Regions from separate parts of the Macaca mulatta genome. Here all the other regions are linked to region 1. Evidence: chromatin contacts called from public Hi-C data. All regions are on one chromosome and are shown on one strand. The core of a region is the stretch at or near the end of the contact, and the rest is flanking DNA. Distances in the headings are between cores, read along the strand shown. Region 1 holds the start of FEM1A (fem-1 homolog A). Region 2 holds the start of MYDGF (myeloid derived growth factor). Region 3 holds the start of DPP9 (dipeptidyl peptidase 9).

What was found. Hi-C and Micro-C count contacts between places; a contact is called where the count stands out from the background.
Region 2: a contact with region 1 is called in a Hi-C map of fetal cortex germinal zone, with 3 times the contacts expected there. The contact joins the promoter of MYDGF here to the promoter of FEM1A in region 1. A contact is called at or near these places in 2 of 14 Hi-C or Micro-C datasets (CD4 T cells and fetal cortex germinal zone).
Region 3: a Hi-C map of fetal cortex germinal zone shows a contact between it and region 1, with 4 times the contacts expected there. The contact joins the promoter of DPP9 here to the promoter of FEM1A in region 1. A contact is called at or near these places in 7 of 14 Hi-C or Micro-C datasets (CD4 T cells, blood, cortical neurons and 4 more).

Annotation. Positions count from the first base shown.
Region 1 is chr19:5,645,205-5,649,668 of T2T-MMU8v2.0, forward strand. FEM1A (fem-1 homolog A) reads left to right here and starts at 2,459. Exons shown (of 1, transcript NM_001258156.1): 1 at 2,459-4,464. The coding sequence starts at 2,581.
Region 2 is chr19:5,519,999-5,524,462 of T2T-MMU8v2.0, forward strand. It overlaps MYDGF (myeloid derived growth factor), which reads right to left and starts at 2,492. Exons shown (of 6, transcript XR_013409591.1): 1 at 2,313-2,492; 2 at 566-616. It overlaps LOC144337035 (a long non-coding RNA gene), which reads left to right and starts at 826. Exons shown (of 2, transcript XR_013409628.1): 1 at 826-955; 2 at 1,694-2,503.
Region 3 is chr19:5,577,077-5,581,540 of T2T-MMU8v2.0, forward strand. It overlaps DPP9 (dipeptidyl peptidase 9), which reads right to left and starts at 2,260. Exons shown (of 22, transcript XR_013409569.1): 1 at 2,092-2,260; 2 at 916-968. It overlaps TRNAG-UCC (transfer RNA glycine (anticodon UCC)), which reads left to right and starts at 2,495; the gene lies at 2,495-2,566. TRNAV-CAC (transfer RNA valine (anticodon CAC)) reads right to left here and starts at 3,107; the gene lies at 3,034-3,107.

The sequences.
Region 1 (4,464 bases), core at 1,209-3,708:
GACCTCGTGATCCACCCGCCTCGGCCTCCCAAAGTGCTGGGATTACAGGCATGAGCCACTGCTCCCAGCCAGCATGAGATAACATTCTGAATGAAGATGCTGTTGAACATCTCAGTTGTGATACTGGCTACATAACTGCATGTTTGTCACACCTGTTCTATTTATTTATTTTCATTTATTTATCTTGGAGACAGGGTCTCCCTCTGTCACCCAGGCTGAAGTGCAATGGTGCAATCATGGCTCACTGCAGCCTTGACTTCAGAGGTTCAAGCAATCCTCCCACTTCAGCCTCCTTAATAGCTGAGACAACAGGTGCACGCTACCACGCCCAGCTAATTTTTGTATTTTTGTAGAGATGGGCTATGTTTCCCAGGCGGGTCTCGAATTTCTGGGTTCAAGCAATCCTCCCACCTCAGCCTCCCAAAGTGGTGAGATTACAGGTGTGAGTGACCCTGCCTAGCCAAACCTGTCCTCTTTTTTTTTTTTTTTTTTTTTTTGAGATGGAGTCTCGCTCTGTCGCCCAGGCTGGAGTGCAGTGGCCAGATCTCAGCTCACTGCAAGCTCCGCCTCCCGGGTTCCCGCCATTCTCCTGCCTCAGCCTCCCGAGTAGCTGGGACCACAGGCGCCGCCACCTCCCCCGGCTAATTTTTTGTGTTTTTAGTAGAGACGGGGTTTCGCCGTGTTAGCCAGGATGGTCTCGATCTCCTGACCTTGTGATCCGCCCGTCTCGGCCTCCCAAAGTGCTGGGATTACAGGCTTGAGCCACCGCGCCCGGCCCTGTCCTCTTTATTAAAAATGCATTTTAGCAGGCCGGGCGCGGTGGCTCAAGCCTGTAATCCCAGCACTTTGGGAGGCCGAGACGGGCGGATCACAAGGTCAGGAGATCGAGACCATCCTGGCTAACATGGTGAAACCCCGTCTCTACTAAAAATACAAAAAACTAGCCGGGCGAGGTGGCGGGCGCCTGTAGTCCCAGCTACTCGAGAGGCTGAGGCAGGAGAATGGCGTAAACCCGGGAGGCGGAGCTTGCAGTGAGCTGAGATCCGGCCACTGCACTCCGGCCTGGGCGACAGAGCAAGACTCCGTCTCAAAAAAAAAAAAAAAAAAAAAAAATGCATTTTAGTGTATATATATTGCATCTTGAATACATTTTAAAAATAAATAATTCGGGCCACCAAAGATTTCTGTCTCATAATTCACTGCTGTCAAAAAAATGCCAGGAAATGGATCACCTTACAACTGCTAGAATAGCTATTATCAAAAAGATGAAAGGTACCAAATGTTGGCAAGGATTTGAAGAGAACACTTACGCACTATTGATGGTAATTTTAATTAGTATAGCCATTATGGAAAATGGTATGGAAGTTCCAAAGAAAAATTTAAAAGTAGAACTACCAGATGATCCAGCAATCCCAGTTCTGGGTATTTATCCAAAGGAATTGAAATCAGCATGTCAGGCCGGGCACAGGGGCTCACGCCTGTAATCCTAGCACTTTGGGAGGATAAGGCGGGGGGATCGCCTAAGGCCAGGAGTTCGAGATCATCCTGGCCAACATGGTGAAACCCCGTCTCTACTAAAAATACAAAAATTAGCTGGGTGTGGTGGCGGGCGCCTGTAATCCCAGCTACTTGGGAGGCTGAGGCACAAGAATCGCTTGAACCCGGGAGGTGGATGTTGCAGTGAGCCGAGATTGCACCACTGCACTACAGCCTGGGCGACAGACAGAGACTGTCTCAAAAACAAAAACACACAAAAAAATCCCACGAAGTTATTGAAAGATAAGAAATAATTACGTAAATAAAATAGAAGAAGGAAATTCTGACATATGCTAGGATATAAATAAATGCATGTAAATGAATGAATGAATAAATGAATGGGGGAATAAGAACTGAGCGCGTAATTTTTTACCCTTATCTCTCCCTGTTCTCCCAGCTCAAAACGCTTTCGCCCTGCCTGGCTTTTCGGCCTCCTCTTGGCGCCCCCTGCCGGTGGGCTGCTCACCTATGCTCCAACCCCGAATCATGACTCGCCCCCTCTGGCCGAGCTTGGCCTTCGGTCTAGGTCCTGACTGGCTCAGAGTCGCTCGCCATGCCTTTTGGGAAATGTAGTCCTTAAGGGCATCGTGCAGGCTTTTTCCATAGGCTCTGACGTAGAGACAGCCATGGGAAGTACGTCACCAAATTTCGCCGGTTCCCACAAGCTAGGTCGTGTAGCGCTGCATGACGGGAATTGTAGTTCTCAAATTGCTAACTTCCCCGGTCATGCACTGCAACTGGAACACCAATTTCCATCATGCCGCGCGCTCACAGCTCGCGGGGGCTGTCCTGTGGCCTTTTAGGAAGTGTAGTCTTAATCCCCCATGATTCCTTTTTTGTTCTATGGAGTGGGCCCGCGCAGAGGACTCCATTTCCCGGCGTGCTCCCATTCGTCGGGTCGCGGCAGCCATTTTGTTCCGCCCGAGGAACCCCTAAGATGGCGGCGAGGGAGACGGTGAAGGTTGCCTCCCGCCCGTCCGGGCTCTGATCCTCTGTCTCCCCGTCCTCCGGCGGCCGGCCCATGGCCTGGCGGAGGCCCGAACCATGGACCTCCGCACCGCCGTGTACAACGCTGCCCGTGACGGCAAGCTGCAGCTGCTCCAGAAGCTGCTCAGCGGCCGGAGCCGGGAGGAACTGGACGAGCTGACAGGCGAGGTGGCCGGCGGGGGGACGCCGCTGCTCATCGCCGCGCGCTACGGCCACCTGGATGTGGTGGAGTACCTGGTGGACCGGTGCGGCGCGAGCGTGGAGGCCGGTGGCTCGGTGCACTTCGATGGCGAGACCATCGAGGGCGCGCCGCCGCTGTGGGCCGCCTCCGCCGCCGGCCACCTGGACGTGGTGCGGAGCCTGCTGCGCCGCGGGGCCTCGGTGAACCGCACCACGCGCACCAACTCCACGCCCCTGCGCGCCGCCTGCTTCGACGGCCACCTGGAGGTGGTGCGCTACCTGGTCGGCGAGCACCAGGCCGACCTTGAGGTGGCCAACCGGCACGGCCACACGTGCCTCATGATCTCGTGCTACAAGGGCCATCGTGAGATCGCCCGCTACCTGCTGGAGCAGGGCGCCCAGGTGAACCGGCGCAGCGCCAAGGGCAACACGGCCCTGCACGACTGCGCCGAGTCCGGCAGCCTGGAGATCCTGCAGCTGCTGCTGGGGTGCAAGGCCCGCATGGAACGTGACGGCTACGGCATGACCCCGCTGCTTGCGGCCAGTGTGACGGGCCACACCAACATTGTGGAGTACCTCATCCAGGAGCAGCCCGGCCAGGAGCAGATCGCAGGGGGAGAGGCTCAGCCTGGGCTGCCCCAAGAAGGCCCCTCTACCAGCCAGGGGTGTGCGCAGCCTCAGGGGGCCCCATGCTGTAGCTCCTCCCCGGAGGAACCACTGAACGGGGAATCTTATGAAAGCTGCTGTCCCACCAGCCGGGAAGCTGCCGTGGAAGCCTTGGAATTGCTGGGAGCTACGTATGTGGATAAGAAACGAGATCTGCTTGGGGCCCTCAAACACTGGAGGCGGGCCATGGAGCTGCGTCACCAGGGGGGCGAGTACCTGCCCAAACCGGAGCCCCCACAGCTGGTCCTGGCCTATGACTATTCCAGGGAGGTCAACACCACCGAGGAGCTGGAGGCGCTGATCACCGACCCGGATGAGATGCGCATGCAGGCCCTGTTGATCCGGGAGCGCATCCTCGGTCCCTCGCACCCCGACACTTCCTATTATATCCGTTACAGGGGCGCCGTGTACGCCGACTCGGGCAATTTCGAGCGCTGCATCCGCTTGTGGAAGTACGCCCTGGACATGCAACAGACCAACCTGGAGCCTCTGAGCCCCATGACCGCCAGCAGCTTCCTCTCCTTCGCGGAACTCTTCTCCTACGTGCTGCAGGACCGGGCCGCCAAGGGCAGTCTGGGCACCCAGATCGGCTTTGCAGACCTCATGGGGGTCCTCACCAAAGGGGTCCGGGAAGTGGAACGGGCCCTGCAGCTGCCCAGGGAGCCCGGAGACTCGGCCCAGTTCACCAAGGCGCTGGCCATCATCCTCCACCTGCTCTACCTGCTAGAGAAAGTGGAGTGCACTCCCAGCCAGGAGCACCTGAAGCACCAGACCGTCTACCGCCTGCTCAAGTGCGCACCCAGGGGCAAGAACGGCTTCACCCCTCTGCACATGGCTGTGGACAAGGACACCACAAACGTGGGCCGCTACCCCGTGGGCAGATTCCCCTCCCTGCACGTGGTCAAAGTGCTGCTCGACTGCGGGGCCGACCCGGACAGCAGGGATTTTGACAACAACACCCCACTACACATAGCAGCCCAGAACAACTGCCCGGCCATCATGAATGCCCTGATCGAAGCAGGGGCCCACATGGATGCCACTAATGCCTTCAAGAAGACGGCCTACGAGCTGCTGGACGAGAAGCTGCTGGCCAGG
Region 2 (4,464 bases), core at 1,242-3,741, 130 kb before region 1:
GTGTGCCACCATACCCAGTTAATTTTTGTATTTTTTGTAGAGATGGGGTTTTGCCATGTTGGCCAGGCTGGTCTCAAATTCTGACCTCAGGTGATCTGCCCACCTCAGCCTCCCAAAATGCTGGGATTACAGGCATGAGGTATCATGCCCGGCCTGTGATACCTCGAGTTTGGTTTTATGAAGCACACAGCTGAGCTGACCCAGACTTCTGACCTACAAAGCTATGAGATAATAAATGGGTGCTCTGTTTTAAGCCCCTAAGCTGTGATAACTTGTTACACTACACATAAAATACAACACCCCAACAGATGCTCATGGGGATGGCAGACTCCCATTTTCCATCCCTCCTTTTGTCCAGACATTTGCTTGCTCTGTGAAATAATGACAGCAGAATCTGTCATCACTGTTTAATGCCAATACTCTCCCTTTTTATTGGTTTAGGAAGAATCATTCAATGAGTGTAAGGTGATGTATGTGAGACCCAACCCCGTTGTCTGCTACAGAACATCTCCATACAACAACGGATACTGTCACAGTAAGCTAGAAGGAATTTTGAACAACTCACCTCATTCGTCCCTCCTTGAGAGGCATAAGTGAACATACACGTATATTTGTCCTAGAGAATGAAAGAAAAAGAAAGATCTGATAGAAGGAAATTTTTATTTTGTTTAATAGACGGGGTCTTGCTGTCACCTAAGCTGGAGTGCAGGGGCGTAATCACAGCTCACTGCAGCCTCAAACTCCCAGGTTTGAGCGATCCTCCTGCCTCAGCCTCTCAAGTAACTGAGACAATAGGTGCGCAACCACCACACTCAACTAATTTTCCTTTCTTTTTCTTTTTTCTTTTTTTTGAGGCAGAGTCTTGTTCTGTCACCCAGGCTGAAGTGGGATGATCTCAGTTCACTGCAACCTCTGCCTCCCGGGTTCAAGCGATTCTCCTGCCTCAGCCTCCCATGTAGCTGGGATTTACAGGTGCTTGCCACCACGCTTGGCTAATTTTTCATATTTTTGTAGTGATGGGTTTTGCCATGGGACATGGGGACCCTGGACAAGTGAAAACTTTTCTGAGCCTCTATTTTCTCTCTGTTTCTCTTTTTTATCTGAAGCATTTTCTCATCCGTATCTTGGGCGTAACATATAAAGGACTTGGCATCACACCTAGCTTTAAGGAAGTAGTCAGCAAACCGGCCTGGCACGGTGGTTCATACCTGTAATCCCAGCACTTTGGGAGGCCACGGCAGGCAGACGCCTTGAGATCAGGAGTTCAAGACCAGCCTGGCCAACATGGTGGAACTCCATTGCTACTTACACAAAAATTGGCCGGGCACGGTGGATCATGCCTGTAATCCCATCACTTTGGGAGGCCAAATTGGGAGGATCACCTGTGGTCAGGAGTTCGAGACCAGCTAGCTAACATGGTTAAACTCCCTCTCTACTAAAAATACAAAAATTAGCTGGGCATGGTGGTGCATGCCTGTAATCCCAGCTACTCGGGAGGCTGAGGCAGGAGAATCACTTGAACTTAGGAGGCAGAGGCTGCAATGAGCCAAGATCACGCCACTGCACTCCAGCCTGGGCGACAGAGTGAGACTCCATCTCAAAAAACAACAACAACAAGAATTATCCGGGTGTGGTGGCACGCGCCTGTAATCCCAGTTATTGGGGAGGCTGAGGCAGAATTGCTTGAACCCAGAAGCCAGAGGTTGCAGTGAGCCGAGATCCCGCCACTGCACGTAAGTCTGAAAAAATGAAGTAGTCAAAAAACAGTAAGGATATCATTATTACAGGCGGGGAAAGGGAGGCTGAGAGGGGAAGAGACTTTGCTGATAAGCTGATAACCCTTACAGGGCTGAAGACCCGGCCTCACTTCCTCGGTGAGGGGGGATCTTGTGCAACGGAAGGAAGAGGAACTTCCTCCCTCGTCGGAGCTGCAGCGACTGACTTCCTTCAGGCCCAGGAGGGCAGATGCCCCTTAGCCTCCTGCCGCTCCCATCACTGCCCCCTCCCCACCTCTGCGTCTGGAGGGCAGGGCTGCCTGGACACTCTAGGCAGGTGACAAGTGATCACGCCCCCTCAACGCCGCTGGCGCCCACAAGGCACAGCTCCCCATGAGTTCAGTCCTGCCCCAGTGGTGACCCCGGTCTCAATGTGCCGCGCTCACCAATCAGCCTCCAACCCTAACAAACCGCACCCCTTCCTCAGTACCCACCTCCGCGGTCCGCGCCCCTTCCTCAGGCCACGCCCCCAGTGCTCCGCGCCCCCTCCCCCGGCCTGCCAGCACTCGAAATACCCGGGACGGCGGTGGCACGTACCCCCGGGCCCACGTTATGGGAGAAGGAATGCACGACGCCGCCGGGCCGCACGTCAAACGCCACCGTCGTGGGCTCGGACACCGCCTCCGCCGGGCTCAGCGCCACGGCCCCTAGGAGCAGCGCAGCCCACAAGCTCGCGCCTACGCCGTTCCACCCTCCGCTGGGCGCCGCCATGTTGGACAAGGGTCCTCAGGGCAAGGGCGGGCGGACGGGGCGCGGCGAGGGACACGTGGGGCGTCCGCTGGAGGCCACGTCGGCGTAGGCTGTATCACGTGACCTGGCGCTCCCCGCCCGGGGCCGCCATCTTGGGGGCAGGACTTTGCCGAGGGGCTGCTTCCCCCTAGGGACCCTGCGTAACCGGGCGGTCATTGGAGGGTCCCTCAGGTGGTAATGGAGTTCGTTTCGGGGGCTCAGGATCCCTCACCAGCCGTGTCGCTGACTGCAGCTCTTTCAGTTAGGAAATGTACAGGGAGTGAGGGAAATCGAAGGTCACCATTAAGCGAACTTCTCATAATCGTTGCAGTCAAGATGTGTGTGCATCGATATTCAAAATTAGCGGGGGGAAAGTAGGATGAGAAGCAAGATACTTGCTTTTGTTTCCCTCTTGTTGGCCAGGCTGGAGTGCAGTGGCGCGATCTCGGCTCACTTGTAACCTCCGCCTCCCGGGTTCAAGTGATTCTCCTGCCTCAGCCTCCCGAGAGGCTGGGACTACAGGTGTGCACCACCACGCCCGGCTAATTTTTGTATTTTTGGTAGAGACAGGTTTTCACCATGTTGGCCAGGCTGGTCTCGAGTTCCTGACCTCAAGTGATCCGCCTCCCTTAGCCTCCCAAAGTGCTGGGATTACAGGTGTCAGCCATCAAGCCCGACCAGCCTGTGTATTTGTTTTTTTTTTTTTTTTTTTGAGACGGAGTCTCACGCTGTTGCCCAGGCTGGAGTGCAGTGGCGCGATCTCGGCTCACTGCAAGCTCCGCCTCCCGGGTTCCCGCCATTCTCCTGCCTCAGCCTCCTGAGTAGCTGGGACTACAGGCGCCCGCCACCGCGCCCGGCTAATTTTTTGTATTTTTAGTAGAGACGGGGTTTCACTGTGGTCTCGATCTCCTGACCTTGTGATCCGCCCGCCTCGGCCTCCCAAAGTGCTGGGGTTACAGGCTTGAGCCACCGCGCCCGGCCCTGTGTATTTGTTAATAGGATTATGTGGGTGTTCACTTCCTGGCTTTGATAAACTGGCTTGTCCTAGGGTTACAGACGATGTTCACATTAGGGGCAGTTGGATGAAGCGTGTTAGGAAACCCTACAGTTTCTGCAGGTTTTTTGGGAGGCTAAAATTATTTCAAAATAAAAAGTTAAAAAGAAAATAATCCCTACCTCAAGGAGTTGTTGGGAGGATTAAGTGAGGGAATGAAGTTCCCACACCAGGACGAATCAACTAAGAATTATATATTCTAGCTGTTGCTATCATTAGATCCCAAGTTTTGGGAAGTCATTCTTTGATTACAGACGCCTTAACATTTTAAGAAAACACCAGTGGCCAGGTCTGGAGGGTCAAGAATTAAACTGGTGTTTCCAGTTCTTCCCAACTGGCAAAAAGACAGAATCCAGAGAGAAAACATCAGAGATGACTCCTAAGATGGGTTATAATGCACCCTTCGAGGAAGTAAATCACTCTACTCCATAGCTGAGCCCCAGGGAGGTGAGAAGGATCCCAGTGGAGGCTGACTCCTCTGCCAATGACAGAAGTCCAAGCCAGTTGCCTTTCTGCAGTGGCAGCCTGTTCTAAATTGGGATACCTGCTTGCGTTAGGAAATTTCTTGGCCAGGCGTTACGGGAGTTCATGCCTGTAATTCCAACCCTTTGGGAGGCCAAGGTAGGTGGATTGCTTGACCTCAGGAGTTCTAGACCAGTCTGGGCAACATAGTGAGACCCCATTCCTATATATTTCTCATATATATATATATATATATATTTTAAAGATAGCTAGGCATAGTGGTGGTCGCCTGTAATCCCAGCTACTTGGGAGGTTGGGACAGGAGAATCTCTTCAACCCGGGAGGCAGAGGTTACAGTGAGCTGAGATCATGCCACTACACTCCAGTCTGGGTGACAGAGTAAGACTTCATCTTAATAAATAAACAGAGCCGGGCGCGGTGGCT
Region 3 (4,464 bases), core at 1,010-3,509, 68 kb before region 1:
CCTGGCCAACATAGTGAAACCCCATCTCTACTAAAAATACAAAAATTATCCGGGTGTGGTGGTGCAAGCCTGTAATCCCAGCTACTCAGGAGGCTGACACAGAAGAATTGCTTGAACTCAGAAGGTGGAAGTTGCAGTGAGCTGAGATTGCGCCACTGCACTCAAGCCTGGGCGACACAGCGAGGTTCTGTCTCAAAAACAAAAGAAGAGAGGGAAGCACATGGGGACAGGACTGAGATCGTAAGGGAAGAGGTTAAGCATAAAGTCACCACGAAAAATCACTGGCTGCAATCTCAGTCCAGTGGTGAAAAGTGTGGGCTCTGGTCTCAGAGAGAAGGGTTCAAATCCTCACTCTGCCACTTCTGGGGAAGTCCCTGAACCTCTCTGAGCTTCCACTTCCCCAGCAAGAACATGATATGACAGTATCTACGCCTGGGGCCACAGAAGGAATTAAATGAGACTGCACATACACAGCTTTAAAACAGTGTCTGATGTAGCACAAACTAAATGACAGCTAGCGCTGTCAACTAAACAAGCTACTCAAAACCACAGGAAGTGGCAAGACTTAAACTAAAGTCCTTTCAGAGGCAGAATCCACACCATTTACTGACCAGGTCAGGCAGTATAGGGGGATACAGGCACCCCTCCACCAAATCCTGTCGAAATCAGCACTCTCCCCTTCCTCTCCTCAAAGCGTTCAGAAAGCTCCTTCCAGGGGCAGCTAGAGGGGGACAGGGGTGGAAAGAAAAGCCTCCAGCAGGCACACAAAAAGCCGCAGCCACTGCCCTGCAGAGGACAACCACCCAGGGCCATAAAAATCCATTTCCTGACAATCTCTATATTCTAGAGCAGGCATAGGAATCCCACCAGCCCACACCCCAGACTTCCTGGCTGCCAAACCCCAGCACAACTGACCTTCTAAAGGGTCCAGAGAACCTCCATTCCAGCTGCAGGCGTGGGACACAGACCTTTATAGGAGAAACGTGTCATGAAGGTGGCAGGTTAATGGAAGCACCGGTTAGCCATTCAGCCTCCCCCACTCCGGAGCTGCAGACTGCCAGGCCCGATTCTACCTGGCTAGATTCTAGCTCTGACTTCAAGCTCTGCAGCACCGTCTGCATGCCCTGGACAGAATCTGGGAGAAAAGCCATCCCACGGGCCCCGATTCCCCCGGGACCCAGCAGAGGAATGCAGGGATTGGTGCCTACAGTCCACACCTCCTGGGCTTTAGTCCCAGCTCCTCGAAAGCAGGTTGGTTCTTGCCGGGGAGGCAAGTGACTTCCTCCTGGGGCCCCTGGGGAAGACCAGGGGGTGGAGGCCAAGGGAATAGACCGCTTTTGATGGCTCAGAGGCGGTGTGGACAGGGAAGTGTCAGGGCTGGCCTAAGGCTGTGTGGGAAGAAGGTGGGCGTCTGGACAGGCCTGAGAAGGGAGGCTGACAGAAGGGGAATGGACCCTGTGGGCTGGACCCTTGGAAGACAGCTATGCTAACCACTACACCACCAACGCCTCGGCAGGAAAAAGAGTCTCTGGATGTCCTTAATAAAGGGATCAAGTAGGGTTGAGGATCAGGACTGGGTCGGGGGAGACCAAGCCTTGGGGAGAAGGTTGGGGGAAGGGGTAAAGGGGTGAGGACAGGATGCAGGTCGAGGGAGGTGGCCTCTGTGCACATACAGCATTTGCATGGGGAGAGGGAGGAGATCGGGACCTCCAGAGCCTGCACGGAAGGGGAGAGGGTGTCAAGGTCTGCAGCAGCGAGGTCGTTCTTGGGTGCGGCCACCTCCGGAAGGGGTCAGAGCCTGGAGGCCTGGGCAGCAACGGGATGGGTGGGGAAGCCCGACCGGGAAAGGGAGAAACTGGGAGGTGGCCTGGCCAGTGCAGGAATCGGGGAGGGAAAGAAGGTGGAAGGGGGCCTGGGGCGGAGGGGAAACGAGGCAGGGGGCTGGAGGGACCCGCAGACGGGTGCATGGAGGCCCCGGAGTGCGGGGAGGCCAGGCGATGGCGAGGGCAGGGTCAGGGCCGAGGCGGGACCGGTCAATGGCGGGTTCAGGGTCGCGGCCGGGACGGGACGAGGCGCGCGGGCGCTACTCACCGGGACGTGGGGCGGCGGCCGGGCTGGGCAGGTCGTCCCGGGGCCAGCGGCGCCTCACGGTCGCGGCTCCATGCCCGGGACTGCGGCCCCGGAAGTGGCGGGCGCGGGGGACGACAGCGGCGGCGGACACAGGGGACCCGCCGGCTCAGGCACCTTTGACCCGGAAGTTGAGCGGCCCAGGCGGCGGCCTGGGATTGGACACCACCAGGCACGTACCAAGGCGTCCGCGGCGCTTAGGGGGGAACCCCGCGGCGCGGCGTCGGCGGCCGAAGGTGCGGAACGCCCCATGAACGACATCTTCCGGTGGGGTAAGGAGAGACACCCCCATGTGACTTGGTATCATTCAGTCAAGCCCATGATACCCTACTATTAAGGATATCCGGAGATGGCATTTGTTACCGTGGCGTTGGTGGTATAGTGGTTAGCATAGCTGCCTTCCAAGCAGTTGACCCGGGTTCGATTCCCGGCCAACGCAGAAGAGGATGTTTTGCCACTTTGAGTTTACTTATTTTTGAGACGGAGTCTTGCTCTATCGCCCAGACTGGAGTGCAGTGGCGCGATCTCCGCTCACTGCAACCTCTACCTCCCAGGTTCAAGCGATTTTTCCTTCCGCAGCCTCCCAAGTAGCTGGGATTACAAACGTGCGTCACCACGCCCAGCTAATTTTTGTATTTTTAGTAGAGATGATGCGGGGGGAGGGGCGGTTCACCATTTTGGCCAGGCTGGTCTCGAACTCTTGACCTCAGGTGGTCCGCCCTCTTCGGCCTCCCAAAGTGCTGGAATTACAGGCGTGAGCCATCGCGCACGGAATTTTTAAATCCCATAAAACTTTCTAAAAGGCAGGAGGAAGTCGGAAGACAAATAATAGGACCACAATCCAGAACTTACGTTTCGGTGAATTGCAAATAATATTACTTCTCCGGTTAGGGAAAAGAGCAGAGCTGTTTCCGCCCGGGATCGAACCGGGGACCTTTGCGCGTGTGAAACGAACGTGATAACCAGTACACTACGGAAACTGGTAAAGGTTATAGTTCTTTGAACTCTTATATAGAGATGGTGGTGCAGAGCTAGTTACCCTGTAGCACCCCAAAGAAATACTGACTGTGGTCAGCTAAGGCAATATCCGCTCTTCCTGAATACCTGTTATTCCACTTGATACAGTAGAGACCCAAAGAAGGAAAATACGGAAGACAAAAAGAAATCCAATAAACACCCTTTCCAACACACACACACACACACACACACACACACACACACACACGTTTATTACTTTATCATAAATCCACTTTGCATTAAAACAATGAAAGTCAAATGGCCCACAAAACCATCCGGGGTCAAATGAACCTTTTCTTGGTTCATCTCATAGCTAAAATCTATACTTGACATCACATTAGTTTCTGCAGACAGTCACCATTTTGCTTTAGATCAAACTACTTTTTTGTTTTGTTTTGTTTTTTAAGAAAGAGTCTCATTCTGTTGCCCAGACTGGAGTGCAGTGGTACGATCATCCCTCCCTGCAGCCTCCATCTCCTGGGCTCAAGCAATCCTCCCACCTCGGCCTCCTGGGTAGCTTGGACCACCTTGGACCACAGGTGTGGACCACCACGCCTGGGTAAATTTTTTAAAATGCGTTTGGTAGAGACGGTGCCTTCTAGCTGGGACTACAGGCGTGTGCAATCACCCCCAGCTAACTTTTGTATTTTTTTTATGGAGACTAGAGGGCCTACACTATGTGGCCCACCCAGGCTGGTCTCCAACTCTTGACCTCAACGTGATTCGCCCGCCTGCAGCCTCCCAAAGTGCTGGGATTACAGGCATGAGCCACCGCGCCCGACCCCAGCTACACTGAAAAAGAGCTTTCTGAAAAAGAAAAACTGTGCGTGTATGTGTTTATATGCTAAATGCAGGAAATTTAGGAGGAAAAACAAAAAACAAGCCAGACACAGAAGATCATTTAAATGTAATTAAAACGGCTTTTCATCTCATCACCCAGAGCGCGTTACACGTTAAAGCAATCTGGTTTCTCTTTCTTGCCTTTCTCTTTTTTCTTTTTCTTTTTCTTTTTTTTTCTGAGACGGAGTGTGGCTCTTGTCGCCCAGGCTGGAGTGCAGTGGCGCGATCTCGGCTCACTGCAAGCTCCATCTCCCGGGTTCTCGCCATTCCCCTGCCTCAGCCTCCCGAGTAGCTGGGACTACAGGCGCCGCCATCACGCCCGGCTAATTTTTTTCATATTTTTAGTAGAGATGGGGTTTCACCGTGTTAGCCAGGATGGTCTCGATCTCCTGACCTCGTGATCCGCCCACCTCGGCCTCCCAAAGTGCTGGGATTACAGGCGTGAGCCACCGTGCCCGGCCTCCTTTCTCTCTTTCTTTC